2 separate regions of the Mus musculus genome follow, and region 1 is linked to region 2. A link is a contact called in public HiChIP or PLAC-seq data. All regions are on one chromosome and are shown on one strand. Each heading gives the region's core, a stretch centred on a gene start, on an enhancer-like site or on the middle of the called end of the contact. The rest is flanking DNA. Distances are from core to core; before and after follow the strand shown. Region 1 overlaps Ppp4r4 (protein phosphatase 4, regulatory subunit 4). Region 2 holds the start of Ppp4r4 (protein phosphatase 4, regulatory subunit 4).

Region 1 (4,450 bases), core at 499-2,998, 33 kb before region 2:
GAGTCAACTCCTGTGGCAGTCTTGTGATCGCCTCTGACAGGCTGTAGCAAAGACACGAGCACGTGCATTTAGAGGCTAACCTAGTTTTAGAAACCCTTTTCAGCCCAGGGGATTGTTTTTTATTCTTTTAAGCTCAACTGCACATTTAAAAGAATTTCAGAAGATTCAGTTCTTTTTTTTATTACAGGCAGGATGGATGGTAAAATGGCCAAGAAGCAAATATAAGAACATTGCTCTCTACTTGAATTTTATGAAACACAAATCAAACTTTAAATCTCGTGAAAGATATTAACTGCTGAGTGTGGTGACACATGCCTGTAATTGTGACACTTGGGGGTGGCAGGATGAGGCACAAGGATCAGAGGTTCAAGACATAGATCCATCCTTCAATGTATAGACAATCTGAGACCAGCCTGGGCTAAGTCAGGCCCGGTCACAAAAGAAAAAAATAATTGTCTTCCTTATATGATTCTTCCTTTATGCCCAATCTACATACGTATAAATGTTTCCATAGAACTTTATTACTATGAAGTAATTAGTAATGCCAATCTATTTTGTCCTTAAATATAAACAAACATTAAATGCACAATCATAATGCAGACACTATCCTTGAATGACTATGGTCGGCAACATTTTATTTTGCACTATAAAACAAAAAGAGCAGTCTCCACTGTGTGTTCCTGCTGCGATTCCTCCAGTTGCAGCTGTATCCATTTTCCTTCGTGGAGAACCGGGTGACTCTTCTATAACTCTATACCTCTAGACCAGAAAGCTTCCTCCTTCCTGGCTGATTCTTACCCTGACGCTGGGAACCTCCATTAACCTCATGCCACTGTGGGAATCTTCCCCTCTCCTCTTTCCCTGCCTGCAATCAGTGTCAGCCAATGGAATGCTATGCTCCACCACAGGCTGTCTGTGACCTGCAGGGGTCCTAGAACATCATGTTCTGCTTAAGATGTATAATTATGCTGCTTTCATAAAACCCTCTTGCTTTTCTCAGAATTTAAACTTTTATCTCAGAAATTGGCAACTACAGCGAGGAAGAGAGAAACATTTTCTGAGATGCAGACCAAAGAAGAAAGGAGTCTGTATTGCTCACTTGTACTCGTTCAATCCTTAGCTAAGGCTGTTTTTATTTTTCAGAGCACTATCAAAATCAATTACATTCTTCCATTCTTCTTACAAACCTAACATTACAGTCAAACAGTGAGATTTAAGTTACATCTGTCAGCTTGAAATCGGATAGCGCTGACAATTGTTGAGAGAATGTATCTAAGGCACAACACACAGCACCTGCTCCACAGTGAGTGATCCTTACTGACCATTCAACTGTGCTACTTCCAAAGAGGCTTTTTAAAACACATGCAGCTCTTCATTGACAAATACCTTTATTTGCAAAGTAAATGCTTTTTATTCAAATTTCAAAATGAGATCATTTAAGAATCTGTCTGTACCCAGTATAAAATGCTGTTTCATTCAGCTGGATGATAGTTCTGGTATTTTCTTACTGTATCAACTAACTCAGGAAAATAATGTCACAAATAGTAGTAACAGCGAAAGTTGTAGGTTTTTTTCTGAATCAAAATATTGCTATATAACATCTCCCAACTTTAAATAATTTTCATATTGGTTTAATAGCCCGTGTCTCTGTCGTCTTCTGTTCTGTACTTCACCTTCCCCTCCCACCCCTGTAAAGTGTCTCTCTGAGTGCACAAGTCAGTGTTACAGATACCAACAGTGCTGACTCACTCAAGAACGCTTCAGTGAGTCAGGCTGCTACGCACACTCCAGTGAAGTCTGCTTGGCAGGCCAAGAGGCCTGGAAGCACTCATGAGGCAAAGAGTTTCAAGGAAACTTAACCTCCTGGAACCAGGCGTTCTCATAACCTGTATACTCATACCATATCCCAGAGTTAGTCTGGTGTATGGATCCACGTGCTCTCTTTTAGTATTATTTTATTATAAGTGCCACTAAAGATTGAATTCTGACATAGGTAAGCCTCCACCAGTGTTCCAACGTCATAGAAAATCCTTGAAGCAGATGAGCTTGGAATTCAGTGAGAAGGCTATCTATTCAGTAATATTCAAATTTTCTTCTAGTAGAAACAGTGAAACTAACTATGCATTACAAAGAATGGAGCTGGAATAGCTCAGGGCTAGTCTGCAGTGATTACTTAGGACAGTAGCCAGTCTCACCCAAACAAGGGAATACACAATGGCTTAGCTAATAGGCTGGTTATGATGTAAGAGTTAAGGAATCCCACTGAGACAGGAATCTTCACTACAGCCAGGTATAATAGGCTACATTGCATATTAGAAGCAAGTTGGTGAATTCTTTGGACAAATGGAGATTCTCCACAGATACTTAAAAGAACAGCCAAGTTACACTCATAGGAGAATTTATCAAGGCCTAGGAAATAGGGGGATTGTGGTATTGCATTATTCATGAGAAGATCTGCTAGAGCAGACCCCCCTGGTGCTAGCTTTCACAAGGTTCAAAGGAGTAGCACAAATTGTGACTAGGGTGTGAAATCCTTACCTTTCATTAAGCTGACCCTAGGTAGGACAGTTTTATCTTTACTGTAAATATTACCTGGTTCCTGTAAGTCCCTTTGAAGTCATTCCTTTGTTTTGTGTCAGGTAACTTCAATGTACTTTGCCTGCTGTGACTTCCTACCCCTTTTATTTTCTGCATTATATAAGACTTGTGTTCACTTGGTGACAATACATTCAGATCCTACACAACCTCTTGTGTTGATTTTGCCTGTCATTTGCTGACTCCTTGTCCACCTGCAACCAGAGACCCTGTTCTATGCAGATAGAGACCAAAAGGGTCTGCAGCATCAGGCCAGCAAGTCAAGCACAGCATGGGTCCCTCAAGTAGACACTGACTCTCTCAGAACACAGTCTTTGTAAAGTTGACTGTGAGTGCCTGTTCTTTCTAAATGCCAGTCCAGACTCTGGGGACAAAATGACAAGCCAGGGTAACAAAGATTTCTGCTTTTATGGAAAGATTGGTAGGTGCCAGGGTCAAAAAGGACATGGCAGGAAGCTTTGAAAAGTGATCTGCTTTAGCTTACTCTCAGCTGGATGCATTAAAACAACAGAAATGTACTCTCCCATAGTTCTAGAAGGCAGATGTGGTAAAGCAGTATTACTCAGACCAAAATGTTCAGTGCCACATTCCTGCCACAGGCTACTGTGGTGTCACTTCTTGGCTTTCTGCATCTTTCTCTGTCTTCACTGCTGTCTTTCCCACTCCTTCATCTTCTAGTTTCTTCTACTAAGAGACATGTGTTGACATTGGGGCCCCATCTAAATGACCCAAGACAATATCACTATCTCCAGATTTAAGCACATTTTGAAATTACCTTGTTCTAAATTAAGGTAACATTTACAGTTTCCCAGCTTGATTCTTGGGGATAAGGGGAGGGGAAGTGAAGGGGACAGCATTCTGTCACTTCATTTCACCACTTAAGTAATAATTCTCACACATAAGAATATATAACACGATTGGTTGGTATTTCTTCAAGTCCTCTTGGGTGAGTGGCTTCTAGGTGGCTAAGTAGAAGCAAATGTTCCCATGTGCAGCTGCTGTAGTAACCAGACAAGGTGGTTGAGGCCTGACAAGTGAATTACACATCAAAGATCTGCAATCAGATCAGCCAATCATGAGGTTGACACGTTGCTGTAGGCAAGTTGGTTAACTAGTGTCTCTTCCACTGTGGGATGGGTGTCAAAGAACCTTTGGGCTCAGAGATTAAGACACATAAAACATCCAATAGCATACAGTGGCTGACCCCCATAGGACCCGAGGAAATACAATAATTATTCTCTGTGCCTGACACTGCACATTTTCTGCTGAATAATATTATGACATAGTTTTGGAACAAAATTTAAGTAAATGAACAAGTAAATGAATTCAAAAATTCAAGAGGAACAAGAAGAACTGCTTGGTGCTGTAATATAAAGGAGTCCATTATAATATGTCAAGTGTAATATTACCTTTTTCTGTGATTTTATAAAGGAATAAAGACTTTAAGATCTTTATCTTGACAATAAAAATTACTTCACTTCCAGATAGCATAAGCACAAATTCAATATTAAAATCTAATATCTCAGAATTCAATTTATTAAGTTGTAGAAAATTACTAGATCAAATAATGACCATAGGATTAAATTATATAACATGATTAAATAACTATATCTTGAAGTATTTTGGAAGCCAAAAATTATTTTCTTTCTTGATTCTTACTTAAATTCTACCTTGAGAAGTACACAACATATTACCATCCACTTTGGATCCAGTTTTGAAAGGAGATTTTGTAAATATAATAAAACTAGTACAATTATAATCCTAATTTTTATATTTTACTTATTTTGCTTGTAGATTTAATTGTTGTGTGTGTTTGTGTGTGTGTGTGTGTCCGCGCGCGCGCACGTGAGCACAT
Region 2 (4,332 bases), core at 620-3,119:
AAGTAATTTCAAAAGGATGTGATTCAATTCAAACCATTAGCTGCTCTGCAGTTCCTCCTCCAGGCAGTGTTCTTTAAATTAGATATGTTATTTGATTCCAGTTCTCAGATCCATAAGCCCAAACCTAACATAATTCATAACATAATTGTGATGCATGCAAAAAAGTACCCTGTTCAAGGGGAACAGTCCGTCTGAACACCCTCAGCAACTGAGACATGACATTTCAGAAACAGCTCATGTTTGCCCAACAGGCAAAGGGCAGCAATTTGCAAGAAAGAGTGAGACCTACCTGAGCAGATAAACAGCCCTGTCAATATCACTGAGATCTTCATCAACAGTCAGTCTTTCTATTTCTTCTGGTGTCTGTCAAGGATAAAATGCAAATTAGGCACACAAACATTTGGTCACTGTTGGCTCCCAAAGACCCTTGAAGACCCTATTGGTAAAAATTCACAATTATAGCAATGACAACTAATCTGGAATCTGAGGATTGTTCTACACCATATTAAACACAGATCTCCAGTTGAGTGCTGAGAGGGGGGACTATCTGTACTCTTCTGCCTTATAGACTGTAGGACCTCAATGGAATCAACTTCATTACACATACATACCACATGTGAACATATTTACCTATATATTCACATATTTTTTTGTCTTCAACGCAGTACCCCAAGCCGCTACAACATTTTCCACACTGGGAAATGCTTTAAAGGGGAGTTGAATAAAACAGAAAGGACAAGCTTTGTAGCTCCTGTTGGGAACCGAATGAACTCAGACGGAAAGAAAATCAAAGGCTCTAGAAAGGTAATGAAGAACTGGCAAGAAGGGTAGGGAAGGGGCCCATAAACTAGGTTTGTCATCTGTGAGGATGAGGGTTGAAACCCCACAAGGCTGGAAAGATGACTCTGCGGGGTTGGGGAGCGAGGTAGGGGGGGAAACAGAAGGTTGACTCCCCTCAAGGGGGCTGGGGAGCAGGGTCCCGCCTACAGTCCTGGAGGACCTGGGAGGAAAAGGATGCATGGTGACTCAGGATGGGAGGCAAGGGTTGAGGAGAAGCTTTCAAACCCTAAACTAGGGCGACTCTGGGAAGGGTGCCTCTCCTTGGAAGGTGAAGGAGGCCATGCTGCACGGGGAGACCCAAGCTTGATCTTATGCAGAGGTGGGGGTAGGACCGTGAAAGGATGGGACCTGAGACGTCCGGGCGAGAGATGGAACTAGGGCTGTGTGAAACCCAGGATGGGCCAGCGACCAGAACCTGGGACAGCACCACGGGCTGAGGAGCTGGCTGCGGAGGCTGGCCCCGAGAACAGCGGCTTGGCCGTTCCTGGGGGAGGCCGGAGCCGGGTGGGGCGCAGGGCTGGCCGCAGTCGGGGGACCAAGTCGGGGGGGCCCGGCTGATTCCAGTTAGTCAGGGGCAGGTTGATTTCAGTTCGGAGACTGGGCTGGCCGTAGTCAAGGGACCCAGCCGGCTCCAGTCAGAGGAAGGGACTAGCCTCAGTCAGGAGGCAGGGCTAGCTCTAGCCAGGGTAAGGGACTGGTTCCAGTCAGGGGTCAGGGACAGGCCGACCCTTGGCTGCGGCAGGGAATGAAGCTCTGAAGCGGCTGCGGTGACAGGGCGACTGGCGCTGGAGCGCCGAGGGGCAGTCGGACGGCGGGCAGCCCTGAGGGGAGCGTCTCTCGGTCCCGCGCACCTTGAGGCTCCGGCGGACCGGCCTCTCGATGATGGTGAGCTCCTGCAGGTCCTCCATGTAGCCAAACAGGCTGTTCTGCCCGAAATCCATCGCGACGCCGGCGTCGGGCGGCGGCGGATGCATGGACCGCCGAGGGGCTCCCTCGCCGGCCCGCCCGAGCGGCCCCGGGATGCCGGACGCGCGCAGCCCCGCGCCGCCCACCAGAAGGACTCTCTGGTCCCGCTCTCGGCCGCGGGGAAGCAGAGCAAGAGGCCGCAGGCGACGAGAACACGAGCGCGGCGGGAGCCGGAGAGCAGCGCACCGAGGGGGCGGGGCGGGTGGAGGGGGCGGGGCGGGTGGAGGGGGCGGGACCAGAACAGGGAGCCGCCTCAGCGGCCGCCTCGGCCCCGCCCCCGCCCGGGGTCTGCGCGCGAGGTAGGACGCAACTGCCGCGCAACGACGCTCCCTGGTCCGGCTCCCTGGGCCCCCGCCCCACCCTTATGGGGCGAGCCCCGCCCCTCGGCGCGTGCGCAGAGCTCTCCGCGTCCCCAGGCGGCCAGGAGGCGGGCCGGGGGCGGGAAATGGGCGCGGGCAGGCTGAGCCAATGAGAGTGAAGCGGGGGAAGTGTGCAGTGTGCTGGGCTCCTCTGCACCTGTGAGAGTGACTTTCTGGTTATTTGGTGGCTGCTCTGCTGGCCTGCTTCTGGTGTAGACAAGCCCCTGCTAACTCAACTCCCGGCCTAGGGACCCTCGAGTGGCCAAATCAAGCTGGTTTAGTGCCTAGTGTGTGCCTGAGGATAGGAGACAGGTATATGCGAATACAGTTCTGCAGTCCTGACGTTGGAAGAAGGAAAATGTCCCAAAATGCCTTCTTTAAAAAAAAAAAAAAAAAAAAAAAAGACCTATACTGAATCCTGAAAAATCAATAAGGATTTACTAAGAGAGGTTACAGCCAGCCCTTTCGGATAAAACTTGGGCCATGATGAGTGCAGCTCTTCTTAGAGAACTGGGAGGTAGTGCTTAGCACAGTGGGTAGAAAGAGATGTGTAAGACCTCGGTGGAGCACTACCTTGCTCTTGCTCTAGGGGAGCACATTGATTCAACTCGCTTACATTTGGTTCTAGTCAAAATAAGACAGGGAAGGGTTGGAGAGATGACCCAGTTGTTAAAAACACTGGCTCCTCTTCCAGAAGACACAGTTTCTATACCTAGCGCTACTGTAGGGACTAGTAAACCCCTGAAAGTCCAATTCCAGGGCCCTCTTTTGACCGCCTGACAATACGCAGACGTGCACAGCCATTTACATAGGTAAAAGTGCCACACCTGACACTCAGTTCCATCCATTGGACACAGTGAAAGAAGGGACTGAGTCTTACAAGTTGTCCAATGACCTCCACACTCACTCCATCTTACAGGCATGCACACACACACACCACACACATGATGTCTCAAAGAGTAAGAACACTTGCTGGGCAGTTCTAAAGAAATGAATTCAGATCCTAGCACCCACATTTAATAATAATAATTTTTAAAAAGCCAGCATGAGCCTGTAACCCCCACACGTGGGGGCTGAAGACAAAAGGACCCCAAGAGCTTGCAATCTGCCTTCCACTTCCATGAGAGACCCTACCATGACGGAGAAAAGCAGGGCAAGACACTGGATAGCTTCCTCTGGCTTCTTCATGAAACAAACCATTAGCTCTCAAAGCCAGGACAAAGGGCCAAGGTGCCTATTTGATACATCCAATCGGACCTGGTCTCCAGGTTCTCCTAGCATCCCTCATTCCCTGCCTGTTAGAGGGTATGGCTAGCACACTCTGCCCTCTACCCTGAACTCCCCAGCCCAGGGGCTGCCTGCCCTTCCCCCCAGAGGCTCTTCCCCATATAACCCAGACATCTTGGTTACTCGCCCTATTTGTACCTTTGACCTGGCCGCTGCACCTGGTTCCCTCTGCCCCTTCTCCCAGCCCTTCCCCCTGCTCACATGGCACAGCTCCATCTGGTCATGTTCACTCTGGATTCTCCCAGAGGTCCCTGCCTCTGGCTATGCTCTGCTACAGATCTAGCATAAACTTTCTCTTCCACCATACTTAGTAGCAGTCATGGCCTTTCCTTTCAATTGCTTGTATACACACACACACACACATACACACACACACACACACACACACACACACACACACACACACAGGGACATACACAGAGGGACAGAAGGGAGAGGAGTAAGTTATGCTGTCCATGCTTCCCCACCTCCTGCCAATCAGCGTGGGCCTGCCTCTTATTCCACACTCTTCTGTTGTGTGAAATTATTAAAAAAAAAAATAATCCACACTATTGCTGGCTTGGCACCGGCTGGCAGTCTCGGTCTGTTCCCAGGCTGAGGTACATAGCCCGGGACAAACACCGAGTGTTTCCCCTTGCCAATGCCTCTCCCACCAAGGCTGGCTCTTGTCTCTTCAGAGCTCCAAAATCACTCTCTCTGACCCAGTGCCTAGCTGCTGCCAAACTGCTGTGTACTCCCAAATTTCCTCAGCTAGCTGGGGGCGCACTCTCACACTCACAGACACACTCTCTTAGGTTTAAAATATGCCCCCGTATATGTACATATCTCAAAATAAATCAAATGGTTTTGGTTTCTGTGTCTGCTTTTACTAAAAGATGAG

What was found. HiChIP or PLAC-seq counts read pairs in DNA pulled down with a chosen protein or histone mark.
Region 1: a contact with region 2 is called in an H3K27ac HiChIP or PLAC-seq map of embryonic stem cells, with 6 read pairs. The contact joins the enhancer-like site here to the promoter of Ppp4r4 in region 2. A contact is called at or near these places in 13 of 484 Hi-C or Micro-C datasets (cortical neurons, embryonic fibroblasts, embryonic stem cells and 3 more), 5 of 115 datasets of contacts at active chromatin or transcription factors (embryonic stem cells and epiblast stem cells) and 3 of 9 other capture datasets (adipose tissue, embryonic stem cells and liver).

Annotation. Positions count from the first base shown.
Region 1 is chr12:103,562,644-103,567,093 of GRCm38.p6, reverse strand. All of the region lies in intron 3 of Ppp4r4 (protein phosphatase 4, regulatory subunit 4), which reads right to left. Among named protein-coding and RNA genes, the nearest start is that of Ppp4r4, 32 kb to the right of the region's middle. Within about 2 kb of position 1,748, at least 34 of the 459 cell types and tissues checked have an H3K27ac peak or open chromatin away from gene starts, as enhancers often do. A contact at or near this core is called in embryonic stem cells, epiblast stem cells and trophoblast stem cells, where this site is marked.
Region 2 is chr12:103,530,102-103,534,433 of GRCm38.p6, reverse strand. Ppp4r4 (protein phosphatase 4, regulatory subunit 4) reads right to left here and starts at 1,869. Exons shown (of 25, transcript NM_028980.3): 1 at 1,692-1,869; 2 at 290-363. The coding sequence starts at 1,814.